Linked DNA regions of Sus scrofa: all the other regions are linked to region 1. A link is a contact called in public Hi-C and targeted proximity ligation data. All regions are on one chromosome and are shown on one strand. The core of a region is the stretch at or near the end of the contact, and the rest is flanking DNA. Distances in the headings are between cores, read along the strand shown. Region 1 holds the start of ID2 (inhibitor of DNA binding 2, HLH protein). Region 2 has its middle 330 kb from the start of ID2. Region 3 overlaps LOC106509914 (a long non-coding RNA gene). Region 4 has its middle 420 kb from the start of ID2.

Region 1 (3,399 bases), core at 725-3,224:
ATTTTAACGTTTTTCGCTCCCCATGGTGGGAATAGTATATAAAGAAAACCTTCCAACTGCAGAAAGGGCATTTAAAAGTCTTTTTCATAAATAACTAGTACACAGTCCAGGTCAGAGAACACTGGGCAAGTCGACCGTTCTTAGTTTTCCTTCCATTTTTTTTTTTTTAAAGGTCCATTTGACTTGTCCTCCTTGGGAAATGGTTGAAAAATAAGTTCAGCGCCTTAAAAGAGCCTGTGGATTTGTTGCTGTTGTTGTGCAAAGGGGGTGGGTGTGGGGGGGGGAAGAGTCATGAACACCTGCAAAAGATCGAGAGAGAAAGGACTGTTTAGGAGATTTTAACCTAAGGGCAGAGGCGGGCAGACTGGCGCCAGGAGGAAGCCGCAGTTTGAACATTTAACCAAACACTCAAACATTGGGCAAACCCTGGCGTCCACAGATGCAAGACACACACTCGGCCTCGACAGCGCAAATTAAACATTAAAATAGCAGAGACTCAGGCGAAAAACTTCCCAATGCAATCTCCTATTTGGATCTCCAGCGGCAGGGCTCATAGGCGCCAGTCTGCTTCTTGTAACAATTATTTGATTGAAAACAGCCCTTTAGTTAACAGATTGGGAAGTCGGAATCCCACATCACAGGGGCTGAGGCACAGGGCAGCAATGCTTGGCTAGCCTGGTCCCAGAGGGCTGGAGTTTTAGGGAGGGAGGATCCCGATGGAATTTGCGGTGATAAGATTAATTACACGGGGGTTAGTACCTCGTAGTACCAGAGCATGAGCAGAAAACAGCCCAGGCATGATACTGGCACATAAAACCGGGACACAGTTACACAGTTTCCTCTGCCACCTTCCATAGTTACTGGCATTTTTTTTTTTTTTTTTAAGGAAAATCTTCCGTGAATTTGAGTAACAGGAGCCAGATGCCTCTTCACATCTAGTACACGTAAACAATGTACTACGTGTTATACAACCAAGTACACATTCATCTACCAAACCCAACATTTTACAGATTCGCAAGTACACGCGCGCGCGCGCGCACACACCCCGAGTGCCGGTTCACCGACCGGTGGCACAAGCAAACACTCACCATTTATTCAGCCACAGAGCGCTTTGCTGTCACTTGACATTAACTCAGAAGGGAATTCAGAAGCCTACGAGAGAACGGGGATAAAAGGCTCGACGTTAGACAACTTCAGGAGAAAGAGCTTTTTTTTTTCTTTTTCCAAGTAGCCCATAGAACAGCAAGTTCCAGTAAAGACGTTTACGCTAATTGCAGACTCAAAGATTGATGCGTTAACCTCTCAGAACTAACCTATCAGCAATTTCCCGCATAACTCAATCTACAGCAGATTTGTAAAAAAAAACAAAAAAAAAAAACAAAAAAAACTAAAACTAATAACAATGAAGTTAATTAGCTCATTTGTGAGTCACCGACTGCGGCCGGCGGTCTCGACAATGGGTCGGCCAGTGGCAGCCCAGGCATCGCCCGGCTGCGCGGCCGCGAGCGGGGCACCAGGAGCAGGTCTTACCTGCAAGGACAGGATGCTGATGTCCGTATTTAGGGTGGTCAGCGGCGTCCTGGATGCCTGGCTCTGCCCGGGTCGCTGGTGGTGCAGGCTGACAATAGTGGGGTGCGAGTCCAGGGCGATCTGCAGGTCCAAGATGTAGTCGATGACGTGCTGCAGGATTTCCATCTTGCTCACCTTCTTGTTCTGAGGGATGCTGGGCACCAGCTCCTTGAGCTTGGAGTAGCAGTCGTTCATGTTGTACAGCAGGCTCATCGGGTCGTCCACCGGGGTTTTGCTCCGGGAGATGCCCAGGCTGTGGTCCGAAAGGCTGTTTTTCCTAACGGACCTCACTGGACTGAAGGCTTTCATGCTGACCGCAGGAAAGAAGAGACCGGGAGGAGGGAGCGGGCTGCCCCGGAGCTCAGGACGCCGCCGCTGCCGCCGCCGCCGCCGCCTGCAGAGCTTCCTACGCTCGGCACCAGGCTCGGCTCAGAACGAAGCAGGGAGCCCGGCCGGGCGGCTTTTATCAGCGCTCGCCGGGGCCACACGATCCGGCTGCCTTGCGTCCCCATTGGTGGAGGGCGGCGCGTCCATCAGGCCGGGCGGGCACCCCCATTGGCCGGCGCGGGCGCGGGGCGAGCGCTCGGTCCTTCCGCGTTCGCAGCCAATCCCCGCGGCGCGAGCCCAGCTGGGGTGGTAAATAGAGTACAGTAAGCGCCGGGCCGGAGGGGAGCGCAGGGGAAGGGGAGGGCTGGGGGGAGAGAAGCGGGTGGGGGTAGAGGAGGGGGTCGCGGACAGGGTGGGGGAGGGGGAGACCCCAGGAACCTCAATGTGCATCTTAATCCCCTGTTAATCCCAACGGCGAGGCCGGACTCTCTCCCTAAGGTGTCTCCCGAGGAAGCCTTCTACACCTCGGGGCTTTGAGCATCCCTAAAACCACAGCCACCGAGGCCAGGTCTGCGCAGCGGAGGGAAAGCCACCACGGTCCCCTGCGCCCCACGGAATGTCAGCAAGATAGAAAGCATTTCTGAAGAAAGTGAAAACGCACATAAGTTTGCCGTCGCCAAGTGACGTCTGTAGTGTGAGTTGGGTCTCTTAAGATAAGGAAAAGCTTTGTAAAAAACAAAACCAAAATCACCCACGCGCGCATTCAACGACAGGTTTAGTGTGGGATCGTGCAACTCGGAGCAACGCAGGAGGCGTTGTTGTAAACTCGGTGAAGTGAGTGCTTATTGGAACCTGTGCTGATCGCTGAGGAGCTCTGAGCGCAGGACGCTTTCTGGCTTCCTTTTCTAGAAGGAGGAAGGGCTATCTATGATAATGATCCTACGAAGCGGAAATCATTAGGAGAATTTGCGTATGGAAGCTGTATTTACGTACACTGCCTTCCGAGGCTGCCAGTCTGTCCTCTGCAGTGTAGGTGGCAAAGTAAGGTGATTAATTATGCACAAGTCGTGATTTCTGGTGTCACATTCCAGTCCTACTGTATTTTTAAAGCTTTGTGACAGGTAGGTGGCTCCAGCCAGTGGTGGATATCTTCACATTGTTGTTGTTGTTTTGTTGCTGTTGTTGTTGTTGTTCTTTAAATCTGTCATATACCAAGTTTGGACTCTTTTCAGCACTAGCCTTAGGGGCAGGTTCAGGTTGTTTCCTTCCCTCTTTTCCCCTATTAAATCTTGAAGAACTTATTCTGCCATCTACATTTTCTACAAAGCTTGGAGTTACTTGCTCAAATCCTTTTCAGTTAATTCACACATTAATTCTAGCTTAACTGAAGACCATGATAAATTAGTGTGTTGAAAACCATATTTCTCTAGAATACAATAAGCTAGAAAATCTGAGACAACATGATGTCTCTAAGTATCTTATGTTTTGTCTCAATCTCCTTTG
Region 2 (3,136 bases), core at 238-2,737, 330 kb after region 1:
TCTTCACCATAAGTAGGAATTACTGACGTGGCATCATCAGCATGTTGGGTAATTTCTTTGGATTCTCTCATTTTTCATTTGTAAAACGGATAGAATGGGAAGACGTGAGCCATGAGGGGTCAATGAGATGAATGCCCCAGGAGTGGGACTCTTATCCGTCTGGCTCCACGGGGTATCCTCTGTGCCAGAAATTGTGCCTGGTGCATCGTAGGAACTCAGTCAATCATGGTAGGTGCTGGCATTGTCTCCATGGTGGCTTGGGTTCTACCACTGGCCTGGCACAGTGGGTTAAGGATCTGGAGTTGCTGCGGCTGTGGCACAGGTTACAACTATGGCTAGGATTCAATCCCTGACCCAGGAACTTCCATTTGCAGAGGATATACCACCCCCCCTCAAAAAGGAAAATCACAGTAGGTGTTGATTGAAAGATGAAATGGAAGAAACAAAGGGAAAGTTTAACAGAGGCAGCGTGGCCTGGGAGGGGCTGGCCGTGCGGTGAAAGCCACATTGTCCAGCCCTGCACTGACCCCTTGGGAGTCAAATCATGGCCGCTTTGAGGCCTGTTTCTCTGCTCTTGAATAGAGAGCATGGCCTCACAGCTCTAAAGTCCGTTGAGAATGAAAGTCTTCTGTTCTCGAGTGAGTCAGTGACCTTTTCTTGGTACTGCGCGTCCTTGGTGGAAACTCCCTTGGAGTGTGGCAGTGCTTCAGGGAGTTCTGGAAGCCAGGCCCCAGACTTGCAGAGTCCTGGTGCCTCGCCAGGGCAGCTGGAGGACACTCGGCCCATCCCTGCGTCAGGCGTCCCCACTTGGGCAGTGGATGGACCAGGTTCCTCAGAGTCATTTCTGGGGGGTGTAGGCATAAGCGGTGTGCTGGGGGACGAGGTCGGAGGATGCCCTGAGCAGCCCAGGGGCTCATGGCCCGTTCCAGTCTCAGCTGCTGGGACTCAGTGCTGTGGATCAGCAAGCTGTCTCGTCTGCCTGCATCCTAGTCTCCTTAGTTTCCACTGAGCGAACGCTACATTCCATTGTCAGCTTTCAACTGCTATGATTATGCAGTGTGCTCTTGGGTACCTTTGTTCCCAAAAGGCCCAGGCCCTGACGACCCCCTTTCCTGTCCCCCCTCCAAAGACGAGGGTAGGAAATCAAGCTCTGCTCCTCCCTGGGTCACTGAGTCTTTTACCCAGAAAGAAGGGGAAACTGGATTTTTTTCTTCTTCTCTTCTTTAACAGATATTTTTAGCTTTTCTAAAAGCTTCTCACTCTGAGCCTTAAAAAGAAATAAGAACCTCTTCCAAAAATGCAAATGCTCTGGCAAGAAGCTACAGGGGTGTTTTCAATCTTCTTTGGACAATTGTTTTCTCTTCCAGGGACACTCGTGGTGTAAAGGGATGAAGGCTGGGGGTGCGGAGGGGGAGGTGGGAGGCTGTTGTGACAGCCACAGTGACACTGTGGCCAGCAGAAGCCCTTTCCAGGGGCGGCCCCGTGGTGTGTGTGCTATGGCTGGCTTTCCTCAAACAGGGCTTTGTTCAAATTGCTCCTGAACCCTTCTGGGCTGGAGAGTGGGCAGTTCTTGATGTTTAGAATGCTGTTCATCTCCAGAGCCCTGAGAGGGGGAGGGTTCTTTCTCCCCAGCCAGCCCCCAGCCCGACGCAGGCTTAGCAAGTCAGTAGGAGCTGTTGGTGGCGCTCAGAGATGGGCAGAGGCAGCCCTGCCCCCAAAGGGGAAATGAAAGTGAGAACACAGTGAGTGCCCGTTGGTTTAGTCTGTGTCCTCAGCTTCCCATGTTCCTTACTTGAACCCCGTCATGTTCCTCCAGCTATGTGAGGTCTTTTGTTTCCCCGGTGCCATGTCTTTCTCTGAATCCTCATAGCTGCAAGTTCGCATCACAGGAGAACATCAGCCAAGGAAGAAATTGTGAGCTGTGTCTCCTCTGTGTCCCAGCAGGAGAACGGGGCCAGAAACAAAGTCCACCCACTTTGGGCTGACCTCTCTGTTAAATGACTTGAAGTCTGTTATTCACTTACTCTTTGCAACGATCTTGCAATTATGCCTAATTCATATTTTTGTTTCCCTGGCATCTAGCTTAGAGTCTCTGTGCACTATCTGTTCAGCTGTCTGATCTAAAACTTTTCATTTACTTCTTTCAGAGCTAATTCAAAGTTTGTGTATATTCTGAAATAATGACTGGCATGAAATAGTGTCAGAAAAAACACACAATTTGGTTTCATTTATGTTAAATTCTCAGGACATTTGTGAATGCAGCCTCTTTAAGGGGACATTTGATACCTTCTAGCTTGCAATGCTTTTGCAGAAAGTGATTGTATTGATATAAGATCTGCAAATGAAAAGTACACTCTCCACTCCCTCCACAATCAGCCATCCTTCCCTGGATGTTATTAATAGAAAGGAAACCATCAGAAAAGGGAAACTAGGTAATGTGGCCACTTTTGTATCGGGCAGCTTCTGGAAGCATAGCTGAGCTTGCCTCTAACTGATCCAGAGGCTGAAGGTCCATGTTCAGAAAGTCATGGGTTAATCAGGAAAAGCACATAAGAACTTACACCTTTCACTAGTTTTCTTAGAGACTGTGGCCCCACTATTTCCAAGGAAACCAATGGCTCCAGAAAGAAAGTGATGGCTCATTAGCTTTGTCTTGGCTTCTTGATGGCAGGGCCCAGAGCTCTGGTATCTTCTACTCTGCCACTGTCGTTGCTTGGCCCTGCCACTGACTTGGATAAATCATGTTTAACTGATCCTCTGGGCATTACAATGTCTTAAGTGCTCCCTTGTATTGAAAGGCTCTGAGAAGACAGACATGAACCCAGTCATCTCTGAATATCAAATTTGACTTGAGCCAACTTTCCCACTGTAATTTTGAGGCATTAACAAAGTAAGATGCTGTCATCTTTTTGGATGACACGTAATTTTTTTTTTTTTGTTTCTGTCAGCAGTGGCATCATTAAATTGGAAAGGAACCATAAGAAGGAACAGAGTAACATTCCAACACTGATTTCTTTTTCAAAAAAAAGGTGTTCTTCCGTAATACCACCCCATAGTGTTCTAAATATTGATGTCTTTAGAAAATGAGCATTGACCAGCAGAAAAGGAACATTGGCTGTAGGGGGTAAAAATACGT
Region 3 (3,012 bases), core at 1-2,500, 320 kb after region 1:
CTTTGCAGGGCATAAGGGCTCCCCCTTCTGGTCTCCCAACTCTACGTAACTGAGGTTTCTGTCTATTAATTTTTTATGGATGAAACACTGGGAGGAACAGAAACCAGAGATTGGGGTTCAGCAGATCCTCCCTGTTAACCTCAGAACTGCTGGGGCATCTTTTTGTTTCCTGTCACTTGCCATTAGGAGCAGGGTTTGAACTGGTTTCTTGATGGGTCAGATGCAGTAACTCTTTGGGTGGGTCCGACCTTTGTTGGCTCAGTGGGGATTTTGCCGAGAGTTGGGGCTATTCTTGCACAGGGCCTGGGGACTACTCAGTGCGTGGGAAAGTCAGGAGTGCTGGTAGACTTTGTCCTACTCTGCTGACAGCAATGGGACAGAGGGCTGAGTGGCAGTGAGAAGTGCCGAGGCTTGAAGGGAGGCTGGGTCTCCAGGAAGGATGCCTCTCAGAATGTGAGCTTCCTTGTCAGGTTACAGGGGTGTCATCATTCTCACCCTTCAGCCCTGGCTCAGAGGCCACCATGTGGGGCCTACAAGTCCCCAGCCTGCCCTGGAGAAGTTTCACCTCTCAGCTCAGGGCCCGGCTGATCAGGGAGGGTGCACAAAAAACAGGGGAAGCTGATTTCAGCCCCAGATGATGGCCATCCTCAGTCTTGAGAATTTCTTCCGTTAAAGCAAAATAAAAATGCCAGCAAAATTCAGGCCTCCTTAGTAGGCAATGATAGAGAATATGACCTTTTAATTTAAGTGTTTCACAGAAAATGACATACTTAAACATTGGAGAAAAAAAAATGGAATGAAAAAGTGACCCCTCAATCAACAGCTAGCCATCTTTGGAAGGAGCCCAGAACATTAAAACAACTTAATAATTTCTGTTATTCTGTAACAGGTGATTTATCGATGCTCTCTACACATTTTACCTTTTAGTTCTTATAACAGATTTACGAGTCCAACTTTCCTAATCCTGTTCACGAGTGGGGAAGCAGTTGTAAGCCATTTAGGTAAAAGTTTCCCCAGCCAGGAGTCAGCAGAGCCAGGACTGAAGCACAGCTTCCCTTCTCACTGGTGTGGGAGGGGTCCCTGAGTTTCTGCTCCCAGCTTTTCTCCAGCAAGGAGCCCTTCTGCAGAGCAGCGCCGCAGGGGAACTCTCTGCCCTGAAGGGAGAGGGGGTGTTAACAGCTGTCTTCTTGTGGGTGGCAGCTGTGTGTTTGCCCTACGGCTTACACACATCTGTCACTTGACCTGCACGAGGACCCTGGGAGAGAGAGCTTGTTACTTTCATGATCCTGCTTTGCAGGAACGGAACTGAGCCGCAGAGGGTGGAGGAACTGCCTCCCGTGAGGCTGGTTCCTGGTTCTTGACTCTGCGTCTCCACAGCAGAGCCGGCTGCTTCCAAGCCAGGGCCTTTTCCACCTGCCCACACTGTCAGGGTCGTGGGGACTTGCTGATTGTGGCACTGAGCACACTGGCTGTGTTTTCACCTTCCTTTTGATGCCCTTGCCTCAGGCTTGTGCCAGATTTCCCCTTTTCTTGTTTTAGATACCAGTATGGTCTCCCCACATCTTTTCCTGAAATTGTATTGCATTGTACTGGGCCTTTCCCTTGAGCACGGAAGCTTGCAATTGGCCATAGGACTGGCCTATGACCAACCATAATAAATATGAGTGATTTGCTATCAGATTTCATTTATTCATTCAACACTTGCTGGTGCTGCTGGGTGAGACACGGAGGGTCCTGGGGTGTGTAAGGCAGTGACAGCCATGAAAATGTCTCAGTGTGATGGGAAAGGGAGTGTGTACAAAAGGATGAACCATTTCTGGAGTTCCCTTGCGGCTCAGTGGGTTAAGGATCTGGCATCATCACTTCAGTGACCCAGGTTCGATCCCTGGTTCAGGAACTTCCACCAGCTGCAGGCGAGGCCAAAAAAAAAGAAGTATTTCTTAGGAGTGTAGAAAAGGGGGTGGGTGATTCTTAGCAAACTGTGCAGTTGGTGTGGCAGGAAAATGTTTTGAAATGTGAATTGAGGTTTCTTACACCCGGGATTTCTTTGTTCCCTTTGCTGTCCCTTGCACTCAAACAGGCCCTTTCTCTGCTCTGCTCTTATCTTAGGAAAGATGGTGAGAGCAGAAGGAAGAGAACAGAAAGCAGCCCTCTTTTAGCTGCAGTGCATGGGATTCTGTGGGCAGAAGGACCCACCTTCCATGCTGGGAATGATGGCTTTTGAAAGCTCGTGACTTAACCACTCACTGCACATGACCCTGGGTTGCAGGATCTGCCCACTCAGGGCTACCCACGCTCTGTGACACAAAGGCTCCCCTCCCCATGCCCTTAGTCTGAGCCAACTGTGCTGGGCTATTTTGGCTCCAGGCCCCCCTGAGACTTGGCTGGAGGCGGCCTCCTTTGCAACCACTTTTCGAGTCAGGGGCTCCTACTGCAAAATCCTGTCCATCTTCCTGCTTTACAGGTGAATCTCCCAAGAACCCTCCTTAGTAAACCTTCCATCTGCAGTTTACAAACTCAGACAACGATTCCAGGGAACCTCAAGGCAAGTGAAATGAGAAGTATCGTCAGAAATGGCCTCTAAGTGGAAAATTGGAGCTGGAGTGCCCGGCAGCTGATAACACAGATGCTGTCACTGGGGGTTAGTGGAGCATGGTTGGTGCCTGAGCCGCATTAGGGAAACGGTGACTAGCAGGTCCGAGGGATGAGGCGGCCATGCCTGACTTGTTGAAGAGAGAATGACAGGCTGCGGGTGACTCACCACCTGTTTAAGGCAAAGCACCTCCTCTGGAGCATCATGCAAATCTCAACATTCTGCAGGTGGAAGACAGGTCAGCTGGAGGGCCGGTATTAATCCTAAGACGAGCAGAGTTTTAGAGAAGTACTCAGACCTCCAGGGTCAGGGTCCTCTAGGGAAGAGGTGGGACCTCAATACTTGGGACCTGGACAGTTGAGTTCCTTGTTCTGATTCCTCTATGCCGGTGCGATAGGTCTACCCCACTTTAGGACAAG
Region 4 (3,388 bases), core at 743-3,242, 420 kb after region 1:
TGCATCCTCACAGAGACAATGTCGGGTCCTTAGCCTGCTGAGCCACAACCAGAACTCCTGTCTTCCCCACCTCTTCAGATGAACATTCTTCATGACGTGGTTGTTGAAAAGTTAAATTATTTGCACCCCCACTGCAAATTAAGACTTCATTTTGTCTCCCTTATTCTAAAGGCATTGTTGTGGGGTGCAGGGTCCTAGACTACCAGAATTACATAGGATCTGAGAGTCATCTAGGCTCAGCCTCATCATGTCATGGATTGGGAAAACTGAGGCCATGAAACCTTAGCAACTTGGCTATTGATTTGTGGAGCATCATTAGCAGGGCCAGGATTTAAGGCAAGTTTATGTGCCTTTAAAATGCATTTTGCCTCTACCATTCTTCGTTTCTACTGCATCACTCATGAGTGTCCTTGTAATTGACCTCTGCTTGTGCTGGTCCCCTTCTCCCCCACCCCAGGGTATGCTACCCAGACCTTCTAGCCTTATCTTGGTGAGAGCCGGGCAAGAGAGAAGCAGGGACTGCCTGCTGCTTGTGGAGAAAATTCTAGTGTGTTATACACTAGGAGCCTTTCCTGAGCTGCTTGGCAAGTAAGAACATGGTGAAGTCAGGGCCGCCTATTCTGGAGGCTCTCTGACCAAGTGTTCCTTGAGATGGCAGTTCTCCCCCTCCTGGTGCAGGACCCCCTGGGATGCCAGCTGGCTCAGAGCCCGTTGGCAAGGTCAATGGGGACAGCCCCAAGGCACAGGTGCCCAATGATGAAGGCAGCGGAAGTGGAGCAGAGATCAACACAACTGCAGGGGTGGTTCCTGAAGACAAGACATAGTTGGCTGCTCTGCATGTTGAAAGCCAGGACAGGGCGTGAGGGCAGGGTGGGTGTGCATGTTTTGGGATGTGCTGCAGAGGGAAGAAATGTGAACAGTGCGAAAAGAAGCAGGTAACTGAAGGCTAGGGGAACAGCATTTGGAGAAGAAGAAACTGGATGGAAACGGTGGGCTCTTTCCTGGCTGTAGGGGGATGGTGCCTGCTTCACCTGGGAGAAATTGGGTCCTGACCCTGTATGTGAGGGTCTTCTGAGACTGCCCCCTTCTGAGTATTTCCTGTGATACCTGATGCCTGGGCTGAGAGAACCCAAAACCTGGTGCCCTCAGAGGCCATGACAGGCTACTTCATCCGGTTTCCTGGACAGGCTTCAACAGCTTTATTGTATTTATTTATTTATTTTTTCTTTTTAGGGCTGCCCATGCAGCACATGGAATCTCCCAGGCTAGGGGTCGAATTAGAGCTGTAGCTCTGCCCTATACCACAGCCAGGAACACCAGATCTGCGCCGCGTCTGCAACCTACACCACAGCTCATGGCAATGCTGGATCCTTCACCCACTGAGTGAGGCCAAGGATCGAACCTGCATCCTCATGGACATGAGTTGGATTCATTACCGCTGAGCCACCATGGGAACTCCTTCACAAGCTGTATCTTAAATGCTGCTTGGCACAGAAGGGGAAGACAATGATGACCAATAGTTGTGGCCAACGGGACTTATTTAAAAGCTCATAGAGGAATTTCTGAGTTCTTCGAGAAATAAAAGAGGAGTTCCCACTGTGGTGCAGTGGGTTAAGAACCTGGCATTGGCTCAGCTCTGGCTTGGATTTGATCCCTAGCCTTGGCCATAGGCTGCACATACCAAAAAGAGAAAGAAAGAAAAAAAAGGAAAGAAGAAAGGAAGAGGAAGAAGCGAATATTTTTCAGAGGATCTAATTCCTGCTTTGCAGAGGAGAGGCGACACAAATTTTACAGCCTGAGCACCAGAAATGTTACGGATAATATCTCCCCCGTTTTCTTTTGCCCTTCTTTTAAATGCTGAGGGTGGTTGCCTGAGAACCCCTAGGTTATGTGTATTTTCCCACGTTGCCTCGGACACGCAGGATGTGAGTCGAGTTGCCACCATTTCAGGATTAGCACTCTTCAAAATATGCTGCTTTTGCCCCCAAGTATGCGGCCTGCATTCTTTCAAGGCGGAGGCCTGTCGGGCAGGGAAGGGAGGAGGAGCGGGTTGTGGGAACGCCTGAGCCTCCTTGGGAAAGCAGAGTGTATTCCTTCTAAATACGACTCTGAAGCAGATGCTCATGGAAATCAGGCTAAGTTTGTAACAAAACCAAGGAGCAGGTATTTAGAAGGCTCATACTTCTAAAGCGAATTACAAAACACAAAATTTCAGGAGCTCTGTTTCCAGAGTACCTCACTCTGTAAATATTAGCAGATGGGGATATTGACTAAAATTAGTTACTTCTCATAGTAAGCGGCCCCTTATAGAAACCTTCAAACTCTCCCTTTGGAAGGGAAGAAGCAGAAGCCCCTCCCCTATCCAGGTGGTTGGAAGGGAAAAGTACCTGGCTGCCTTGGGCTGGTTTATCAGTCTTCTTTGTGGACTACCACCACTTAGGTCATGAATCAGGGATGTTGGCAAGGACACACCAGTGAGGGTGGGTTCCTGGAGCGTTTTGGGAAACACGAGCTGTTTTGTCTACACTGGGTGTGGGGAATGACCCAAGAGTAGCAGGTTGTTATGGAAAGAATGTTTCTTTTTAACCGTCAAATTCATAGTTTGAAGCCCCGCTCCCTAATGTAAGGGTACAGGAGGTGCGGCCTTTGGGAGGTGATCTTGTTTCAATGAGGTCATCCGGGGAGAGCACCAAGATGGGCCAGTGCCCTTGTCAGAGCTTCCTCTCTCTACGCTGGGAGGATGCAGCAAGAAGGCGGGTGTCAGCGTGCCAGGAAGAGGGCCTTGACCAGACCCCGAATCTTCCAGCACCTTGGTCCTAGACTCCTCAGCCTCCAGAACTACGAGAAAAACGTCTGTTATGGAAGCCCCCCTGTTTGTGGCATGTGGCTCGGTCAGCCAGAGTGGACTGAGGCGGAACACGGAGTCCCAGGGCCAGAGAGTGGAGCTCCAGGCTCCCTCCACCCCGATACTTAAGGGGGTGATCTTGTACTTCCCTGAACTCCAGTTTTCCTCCTCTCTCAAACAGAGATACTCACGCCCTTCTTGCAGGACCTTTGTTCCACTTAGACACACACAGCCCTTTATTCCCTCTTCCCTTTCCATGTGTGCAGAATGCATCCAGCCCTGTACAACTGGTATGGGGCTGGGCCTCAATAGATAATTCTTATTGTTTATTGGTTTATAAAAATAGAAGCTCCTTGGGAGCTGCCATCTATGTGGCGATGTGCTAAAGCAGACATTTAGAAATTGGACTTCAAATTGGAGGCACTAGCTGGATTCGGGAGGCACTAAATTTGGAGGGACTCGAATTTGACTTATTTTTAGGAGGCTTGAATATGGAAGCTAAAAAGGTAGCATCCATGAACTCCAGAGGTAGGCACCCAATAA

Evidence for each region. Hi-C and Micro-C count contacts between places; a contact is called where the count stands out from the background.
Region 2: a contact with region 1 is called in a targeted proximity ligation map of alveolar macrophages. A contact is called at or near these places in 1 of 5 promoter capture datasets (liver), 4 of 47 Hi-C or Micro-C datasets (blood, fetal heart ventricle, omental adipose tissue and 1 more) and 2 of 2 datasets of targeted methods (alveolar macrophages and skeletal muscle).
Region 3: a targeted proximity ligation map of alveolar macrophages shows a contact between it and region 1. A contact is called at or near these places in 1 of 5 promoter capture datasets (liver), 15 of 47 Hi-C or Micro-C datasets (alveolar macrophages, embryonic fibroblasts, fetal heart ventricle and 9 more) and 2 of 2 datasets of targeted methods (alveolar macrophages and skeletal muscle).
Region 4: a contact with region 1 is called in a Hi-C map of embryonic fibroblasts, with 2.4 times the contacts expected there. A contact is called at or near these places in 3 of 5 promoter capture datasets (fetal liver, fetal skeletal muscle and liver), 3 of 47 Hi-C or Micro-C datasets (embryonic fibroblasts, epiblast stem cells and fetal liver) and 1 of 2 datasets of targeted methods (alveolar macrophages).

What each region holds. Positions count from the first base shown.
Region 1 is chr3:127,501,233-127,504,631 of Sscrofa11.1, forward strand. ID2 (inhibitor of DNA binding 2, HLH protein) reads right to left here and starts at 1,975. Exons shown (of 3, transcript NM_001037965.1): 1 at 1,531-1,975; 2 at 1,089-1,152; 3 at 1-299. The coding sequence starts at 1,878. The coding sequence ends at 1,096. It overlaps LOC106509912 (a long non-coding RNA gene), which reads left to right and starts at 2,277. Exons shown (of 3, transcript XR_002342872.1): 1 at 2,277-3,017.
Region 2 is chr3:127,835,169-127,838,304 of Sscrofa11.1, forward strand. No RefSeq gene overlaps it. Among named protein-coding and RNA genes, the nearest start is that of ID2, 330 kb to the left of the region's middle.
Region 3 is chr3:127,817,226-127,820,237 of Sscrofa11.1, forward strand. It overlaps LOC106509914 (a long non-coding RNA gene), which reads left to right. Exons shown (of 4, transcript XR_001307915.2): 1 at 1-3,012. Among named protein-coding and RNA genes, the nearest start is that of ID2, 320 kb to the left of the region's middle.
Region 4 is chr3:127,919,744-127,923,131 of Sscrofa11.1, forward strand. No RefSeq gene overlaps it. Among named protein-coding and RNA genes, the nearest start is that of ID2, 420 kb to the left of the region's middle.